2 separate regions of the Zea mays genome follow, and region 1 is linked to region 2. A link is a contact called in public Hi-C data. All regions are on one chromosome and are shown on one strand. Each heading gives the region's core, a stretch centred on a gene start, on an enhancer-like site or on the middle of the called end of the contact. The rest is flanking DNA. Distances are from core to core; before and after follow the strand shown. Region 1 has its middle 6.0 kb from the start of LOC103634084. Region 2 has its middle 20 kb from the start of LOC100193783.

Region 1 (4,150 bases), core at 1,357-3,856, 180 kb before region 2:
ACACCTTGACTTGGTCTGTAAGCTCAACTAGTCCTTCTACAGCCTACCTTCTCCTCTATGTCGACCTTCTCCTCCATGCTCGTCTTTTGTCGCGGCCCAGAGCTTGGTACAGTCGCTTTGCCACCTTCTTGATTTCACATGGCTTTATCGAGGCCAAGGCGGACACCTCCATGTTCTTCTTTCACCGTGGTCTAGGTACTACCTACCTTCTCCTCTACGTCGACGACATCGTCCTCACAACCTTCTCCCCCGACCTCCTGCAGCACATCATCTCTTCTCTCTAGCAGGAGTTCGCGATGAAGGACCTCGATGAGCTACATCACTTTCTGGGGATCACCATCGAGCGCCAGCCCCAGGACCTGTTCCTCCACCAGCGTCAGTACACCATCTAAATCCTCGAGCGCGTTGGCATGGCTGATTGTAAGACTTGCATGACTTCGATGGACACTCAGGGCAAGGTCTCCTCTGACGATGGCCCTTCGGTGGCTGATCCGATCAGCTATCAGAGTCTCGTCGAGGCCCTACAGTACCTCATCTTCACTCATCCTGACATCGCCTACGTTGTCCAGCAGGTGTGTCTCCATATTCACGCCCCACGAGAGCCACATCTCATCGCTATGAAGTGGATTTTGAAGTACCTTTGAGGCACCACCGACTTCGGCCTCCTTCTTCGACAGTCCACGACCACCGACCTCTTCGTCTAAACCGACGCTGACTGGGTCGGCTGTCCCGACATGCGTCGGTCCACCTTCGGGTTTGCCGTGTTCCTTGGCGACAATATCGTCTCCTGGTCCTCGAAGCGACAGCCGATCGTCTCTCGCTCCAGTGTCGAGGCCAAGTATCACGTTGTGGCTGACGGGGTCACCGAGGCGGCGTGGCTTCGTCGGCTTCTCCAGGAGCTACACAGTTCGCTGAAGCGGAGCACCCTTGTCTACTGTGACAACGTCAGCGCCATGTACCTCTCCACCAACCCCGTCCAACATCAGCACGAAGCATGTGGAGCTCGATCTCCATTCTCCACTTCATTCGCAAGTGTGTCGTTGTCAATGATGTGCGGGTCCTTCATGTCCCGACCACTTCTCAGCTCGCCGACATCTTCACCAAGGGCCTCTCTACGTCGATGTTCGAGGAGTTTCGGTCGAGTCTCAACATCTGTCGTGGCTAGAGTTTCGACTGCGGGGGTGTTAGAGTTATTGTGCTTCCCCTATTGTAATGGCCTTAGCATCTCCCAACCCTGGTTAGGGTTTCACTCTCTAACAGTAATTGCTTTATAAATTAATTCGATTTTAGAAATGCGTTTTTTTATACCAAACTGTATCTTGGCGGAGGACACCTGGTCCCTCAGTGACACAACAGTTTTCAAATGTGAGTTTGTTAATCACGGGCAGTAGTAGAACCCCGCTGGCAAACATGTTTGTATTGACCTCGAAGGCAAACGCAGCGTACGTAACATCAATACACTACAGCACAAGGGACAGGGCAGAAACTACACTTGGAGACGTGAAGTGTTAAAAAAAAGGGGGGGGGGGGGGGGTGAGAGAAGGAAAGATTCTTGTGAAGGATGTTTTGATTAAGGGTAGTTTAGAGCCCCCAGACAAGCATGTGAGTCAGTTGGGTGGCTCCAATGGCCTGTGGCCTGCGATGTTTTTTTAGGCCACTATATATTTCTCAGTGCTGGTGATGCTCCATGTCCCGTGGCAAGGGACCATACATTTCCTAATGCAAAAAAAAACGTTATTAAGTAGTATGATAGTATCGCTGGACGACATGCCAACAACCCGTGCCCCGCTTCCTCCAACCATCGTCTACATACATGGATGGTTTTCTGAGGACTGGAATACTGCCCATTTGCCTGCCTGCCGTTTGCAACTTGCGGATTTAAATAAATCTCCCTGCTTGATCACTCGCAACAGGTCACGAGTACGGATGCCAAACTCGCCTCTTCCTGGCTGCGTCCATTCTGACTCTCTGAGGGCACAGACCAGGCCAGCATGCTTGTCCAGTTGGTTGACGGGAGTAACTAGGCGATCATGTGAGAGTCGATCAGTTTGTTTTTGTTTCGACAATCCACAGAAAAACTCGCTCTGTAGTCTGTACTGCACGCACTTGAGAACACGTACGGTTTCAATATCGTGTATTTTTTGTGTACGGCTTGTGGTCAGAAACCAGATTGCGGTCTGAATATACCAAATGGCTAAGCTAAACGCGGGAATAACCTTTTAAACGTGGATGGGACCGGACGCTCACGCAGTCCGCGCGCAGATTATGTTGCTCGTCCAGAACACAGGTGACACTACTGTCCTGCGGCACACCGCATATGTTACGACGAGATGAGACGAAGACGAGACCACTAGTTATGCTTGAGACAACTGGCTGTTGTGGGGAATCAGATGAGACGATCGATGACGGCCTGTAATAATCAATGAGATGGGCTACGCTAACACTAACACCACGCAAATCGCAAAGACCTTGTAAACGTGCACGAGGAAGAAGAACAACAAAATCCCTGCCATAGAGATCGAGTGCAGTGTTGGATCGGGGCGGGCCCGTGGGCCTTCGTGGGCTTAAAGTGCGCTCCGTATGTTCCTAAAGGCCAACACACCGTTAAGGCGGAAAGCCCGCGCCAAGCCCACCATGCGGCAGCAGCGCGGCGTCGGCGTAGCCTAAGCACATGGCCGGCCGGGTCACGACTCACGACTCCGGAGCAAGCAAGCAGGGTTCCTGCGTTGCGACGGATCATCGGAGAAAGGCAAAAGGCGAGCTCGGAAGAGATGAACTCAACAACCAGAAGTACTCCTACTAGTAGCCTTAGCACTGCAGCGCCCTTCCTTCCGTGGCAAGGCATGCATGGAGCCAAAGTGCGCGGCTAGCTACCATAGCAGCCTAGCCTACCCAACGTACGCGATCTTGATCTCGCTCCTTGATCTTTTTCTTCTTTTCTTCCTCTACAGGGTGTGTGCATTGCATACTGACCCCCTACATATATACACAGGCTCGGCCGTCTGTTTCGGTGGTTCTCGATCCTGCAACTGCACTGATGGGTGGTCGGAAACAAATCGACTGCACTCACTGCCGCCCACTGCTTCTGGTCTGGTCACTGATGACGGAGAAGAAGGGCGGCGTGCCTTTTCGCTGCATGCAGATGCCGCCATGCGTTGTGCGTCAAGCGGCCGTGACGCGCTGGCACATGCAGCGGCCGCGGTGCGGCGCGCAACGGTGGGATCTGCATGCGAAACTGCAAGAGTAGATGCTGCGCTGCAGCTTGGTGTTTTATCTCTTTTTGTCTCACTGCGTCAATAATGGTACTAGCATATCAATATATCATGCTGTTTTATCTCTTACCCTGTGAATACCGTAAAAAAGTTGGCGTTGTTGCTACGGTGTTGATCGTTTGAGAGACACATGTAAATATGCTGTTGCGCATCTAGTAATAGCGATCTATGATCATCTACATATATGTTATCACTAGTATAGAGAAAAGCTCTATAGAGACAGTTATCAACATATTTGTACTGACGTTTTTCATAACTCGTCGGTACCAATGACCAGTACAAATATGAGTTTGCACATGTGGTTAATTGAGAATCGCCAGTGGAAATTGATTTCCACTGACGGTTGATGTAATAAAACCACTAGTGAAAATTCATTTCCACTAGCGATCGATGTAATAAAACCATCAGTACTAATAATTTCCAGAAAACATAAAATGAAATTTTCAAATAGTAAAAAAAGTATTTTAATTCGTGGCTACGCGGTGGATGGGAATCAAACACAAACCTCACCCTCGCGTGAAGTCTCCTCTGTCACTCCATCTATGGCATGTCTTGTGTTTAAATTACAGTTTCGTTGCACACATATTATAACCAATTGAGAGTAAATTGACTATTTGAGGTCTTAGATGAATTCAAACATAAACGTTATCAACTACAAAGTTGAATAACTTATGAAGCTCTATAACTTTTGTTTTGATACCTTTTCCATTCGAGTTCGTTTGCAAAATTTGCATTTTGAATTTGACAAATTCGAATGAAATTTTAATTATGGTGCATATAAAGATTCTAACCATTAATTGGTAGGTCTACCAAAGTAGAGTCCCATTTGTTATCTTGGTCCAATAGAATGAATATCAATCATGTATAAGCATATTGTT
Region 2 (4,536 bases), core at 596-3,095:
ACAGCCGAGCAGCCAGGGGCCACCCGCCAGCCGCACAGAGCCCGTCCGCCGCCACCAGGAGCCCAGGTCCGGCCGCGCGCCCGCTTTTGGATGGAGTCCGAGCCGGGGCAACCACGCCCTCACCGTGTCGCGCCCATGGGCGGCGTCAGCGTCGTGGCGACTGCGCCGGAGGCGGCCGCGCGTCCACGCCTCATCGAGGGTGGCGAGGCATCCGTGGCCGCTCGTCATACCATGCCGAGCCGCCACCAGGGGGCCCACCGCCTCCGCGCCATGCGCCTGACCGAAGCCGCCAGGGCCTGCGCGCCTGTGCCACGCCCGTGGCCGGGTCGCGCTGCCGCGCCTGCACAGAGGTCGTCTGCGGCGCTCCCCCACCCCCTCCCCCAACCGGCCGTCGTGGCAGCAACCGCCACTGGCCGAACGGAGGGCCATTAGGCCCTCCCATTGGAGGAGGAAGATGGGGCCACCCCATTTGGGCGGTGGCCAGTGAAGATGAGACGTCCACGTGGAGCATCGACGACGCGCGGGGGCTGCCCACGACGGGCAGCAATGGTTCCGACAACCACGGGCATCGGTGGAGATGAAGAACGATGGTCATTTGTCGCTGCAGTGGGTGGAGGTGGCGGTGGTGCCGCCAAATCGACGTCCATGGGGGCGATTGCAGACGAACCCGCGTCTCCCACCGGCGCCGGTGGTGACGGGGACACAGTGGGGAGGCCGCACTCCACCACCGGCAGCGGGACGACCGCTGTCCATCCGTGCAGCACGCAGAAGTGCACGTTTTGCACTTGCACACGACGCTCAGGGATCTCGTGCACCGGTGGAAGCGCTGCGGCTTGTCTAGCGGCGAACGCTTCCAACATCGCATCATCAACAATGTACAGAACTTCGCGCATACGGCGTATGCGCATGGAAATGGTATGCTCCATACCTTGCTGTTGATTTGCAGATCGAAGTTGCTGTTCTTGTCAAGAACAACAAGTGTTCTTCTTCTTCTCCTTCTCTGATTTCTTCCTGGAGACAGTGCTGATAACGTGTTGTGATCTATTGCAGTGCTCAGTGGTAAAAGAGTAGAGAGGCAGACAAAGAATGAAAAATGACAGGGAGTTATCTTGTTTATTGCAGAGATCTCCTTTATATACATGTGTACAAAGGGTATCTGACCCTTGGATAATAACTGTATAAATGGACGATTGGATGTGCCTTGATCACATGTACATTATTTTGTAACAGACTGGACGCTTTAGGGACCGTTCGGTTATTCAGGAATCTACTTCAGAAAGGATTTCAGCTGGAATAACTGTATAATTTATATAACAATTGGTAATCTGGAATAGTTCCTGGTCTTGTTCCAGCCTAACCGAACGGGGCTTTAACCAGGTGAGGTCGGTTACGTGGCGCGGCGATAAACGAAAGCCCGCACTGGGACCGGAACACAGCAAGCCGCTCCGCTCCATACGCGTACAACGCCCGTCAGTCCACGCCCACACCACACCTCGCGTGATCGCGTCCTGCTCAGTGAATGAGCTGGAACCAACGCCCCACCAGCCCACCTTGTGCTTACACCAGCGAGGCAGACTTGACTCGTGTCGAGGCACCAGCGAGGCAGCCAGCGAGCCCCACCTTGTGCTTACATGGAGCACTGTCGTGTCGTGGCAGTTGCCATCTAGACTTGACTCTGCCACTCTGGAGTAGGAGCGCTTCGATTCCAACTTTCTTCTCGCGGCGGATCATGATGAAAAAGGGTTCTCTTCTGTACAGCTGGTAGCACGGCACACCCTTTTGCTTGTAGCTACCGTGCAATCGTACCGTGAGTCGATTGGACAACGCGTTGTACAACTTGTACTTTCGCGTCGACCAGACCACCTCGTCGTGTGTGTCCTGGTGGCTCGTGGGCCTCCGGCGCACCGCACATGGGCCTCGTCCCCGGCGTCGTCTCGTTTTCCGATCCAATCCGCCAGCAATCCAGCCAGCCAACCCACTTCCAGGGTGTTTCGCTTTGGGTCTCTGCCTCCTTTCGACGGCGCTTCTCCTGCCAGTTTCACGCACTGATGACAGGAGAAATCGCTCTCGGAGATCCTCTAGCCTTTCTATGCACTTTGCCTTGCTTTTCATGTGCGATTCGCCCTAGCCACGTATACGAATATCTGCTTGTGCTTACTACTACTATAGCAGCGCTTTCCAGGGTGCTTCCAAGTTCCGTTTCAACACCAGCGTTCTTGGCTTCTTGCCATCGTGCGCACTTTAGAATGGATATGGACATGGACATGGACACATGGTGCGGCTGCGGCCGCCGGACCAGTCGGGCGCCAATCATCGCCGTCTTCCCATGCAGTTCGTTGGCATGCATAGCATCTTTTGTAGAAAAGGGCGCCGTAGTATTCCTCGCTTATTATTTGCAGAAGGTGATTCTTTACTTCTCCTAAAAGTGGATGAAGAGAATATAAGACCTACAATGTACTGCTGCTATACGAGGGAGTGCTCGGGACAAACGGCGAATGAAGACAAGTCAGCTGTTCTTTTTTTCAGTAAGAATACTAGGGCCGCGGTTAAGAAGCCGTTCCTTGATGGACATGGTTTAACCCATGAGGCTCGATACGACTGGTACCTAGGTCTACCTATTTAAGTTTCGTTCGCTTATTCTCAATTCATATGGATTAGATTGGACAGGATTAAAAAAAAGAGACAAGCCATTAAGACCTAGTTTGGGTACTCTTGGATTGAGTTGGTTTAGAAGGATTAGAGAGTGTTTAAATCCTCAATAAATCAAAAACATCCACGATACATCTCAATCCACTCTAATTCATCTCATTCCTAAAGTATCCAAGCCTAAGGTCTCATAAAGACACGATACTTATGCTATGTTATGCTTCGGTCTCGTGGTCTCGGATCTCATAAAGACACTATCTACGTGATTGGTTGCTGCGTCCTACGCATCTAGGCTGACGACATGCTTTGACCATGTGCAAGCGTGTGTTTGGATGCCTGCGTTTTTGTCCATAAGCCTGTACGCGCGCATGCAACTTACTCCTTTTTTATTGTCTGTCCTTCATGCGTGGAGAAGCGGTGAGGGACAATCCCTGGCGGTCCAAGCCAGCGCCAGCCTAGCACATGGAGCGCTATAACCAATCAAGAGCTATGTGATGAAACCAGTTCAATGATCTATAGCTCCTAGTAGGATCAAAAGGAGAATGAGAATTAAAAGAATTAAGTGTCTAGACAAACAATGAAAAATCGAAGATGAAAGACATATTTTCAACTTGGACATGCTTGCACGATAGGCATGGAGAATTCTTCAGCAGCCTGTCTCTATATGTTCTCGTTTACTGAGAGTAAATATTATTGGTTATGGGATCTACTCGATGTTGTAAAAAAAACCCATTATCTCATGCATTTTATGCAACATTGTGAGGGGGGGGGGTTAGGTCTAAATTGAAAAATGGATGACGGTCCTCAAATTAGAATATAGAAAGACTCGTGAATAACTCGTGGATATTAAAAGGATCGCGATGCCCAATAGAAAGATGAATTAATATTCTCTACAAATTCTTGCTAAAATTAAGTCCTAATTGTAAGACCAGTCTCACCCAAGTGCATAATGTGTGATACAGAGTTTTGGACCCTAATTTTCAACACTACACTAGCATGGCAATTTCTAAGAAATTAAATACTTAAAATAAATTGATCAAATGTAAATGTATATAGTAGAGCAAGGGTTAAAAGACTTCTGGATATTTTTTCGAAGTTTTAGAGAGTCACCACTCTCCATTAATCCTTATTGGAGTACCCATGCAAGGATGTCACTCCTAGTTGGTCCGTGCAAAGTCCAAGTGCTCTCTAGAAGTTGGTTCTTCGTTGCTCTAACATGGTCAATCACTCACAGCTATGTATAAGTCTCGAGTCAAGTTACCTAGAAACTCTCTGGGTGATCACATCACACCCGATCGCGACTAAGTCGTCTAGGTGATGCCAATTACTAAGAGTAACAAACACTAGACTTTTACTTGACCATGCCCAGTCTAACGAGGGTGATGGTTGTACATAAGTCACTATCTATGCACTAATGTGGTCGCTAACCGTACAATTATCACTTCTCTAATCTCCTCAGTATGAAAAGGGTAATCGTCACTCTCAAGTAGATGCTTCACATGTTAGAAGGGGCAAGACACCTTAAGAAGCTAAGTTAGAGGGTACAAATAGTACCAAGAGCTAGCCGTTATAACCCAACCAACACTTTCGAAGGCACCAAATATGTCTGATGCTCACTTTTCCATTACATGAGACACGTCGGTGCCACTCTAACAACTAGTTTCTAAACTAGCTGTTGTTGTATGCCACATACTTTGTTAGGCCATACGTACATATTAGTTGAGTACTCAACCTCTCGGCATAGTCTACATGCTATCTGGGTGTTCTATTCGATGCTCTGTCCGGTGGCACATCAGATACGTCGATGAGTGCTGTCACACCTGGGTTTTAGGGGTCCAAAACCCGGGCGCAAAATAATCACTAGGTGTGCTGAGACCAAGTCTCACACGT

The links. Hi-C and Micro-C count contacts between places; a contact is called where the count stands out from the background.
Region 1: a Hi-C map of leaf shows a contact between it and region 2, with 2.0 times the contacts expected there. The contact joins two enhancer-like sites. A contact is called at or near these places in 4 of 25 Hi-C or Micro-C datasets (leaf, seedling and tassel).

What each region holds. Positions count from the first base shown.
Region 1 is chr1:37,662,402-37,666,551 of Zm-B73-REFERENCE-NAM-5.0, reverse strand. No RefSeq gene overlaps it. Among protein-coding and RNA genes, the nearest start is that of LOC103634084, 6.0 kb to the right of the region's middle. Within about 2 kb of position 2,606, at least 18 of the 20 cell types and tissues checked have an H3K27ac peak or open chromatin away from gene starts, as enhancers often do. A contact at or near this core is called in leaf, seedling and tassel, where this site is marked.
Region 2 is chr1:37,481,825-37,486,360 of Zm-B73-REFERENCE-NAM-5.0, reverse strand. No RefSeq gene overlaps it. Among protein-coding and RNA genes, the nearest start is that of LOC100193783, 20 kb to the left of the region's middle. Within about 2 kb of position 1,845, at least 19 of the 20 cell types and tissues checked have an H3K27ac peak or open chromatin away from gene starts, as enhancers often do. A contact at or near this core is called in leaf, seedling and tassel, where this site is marked.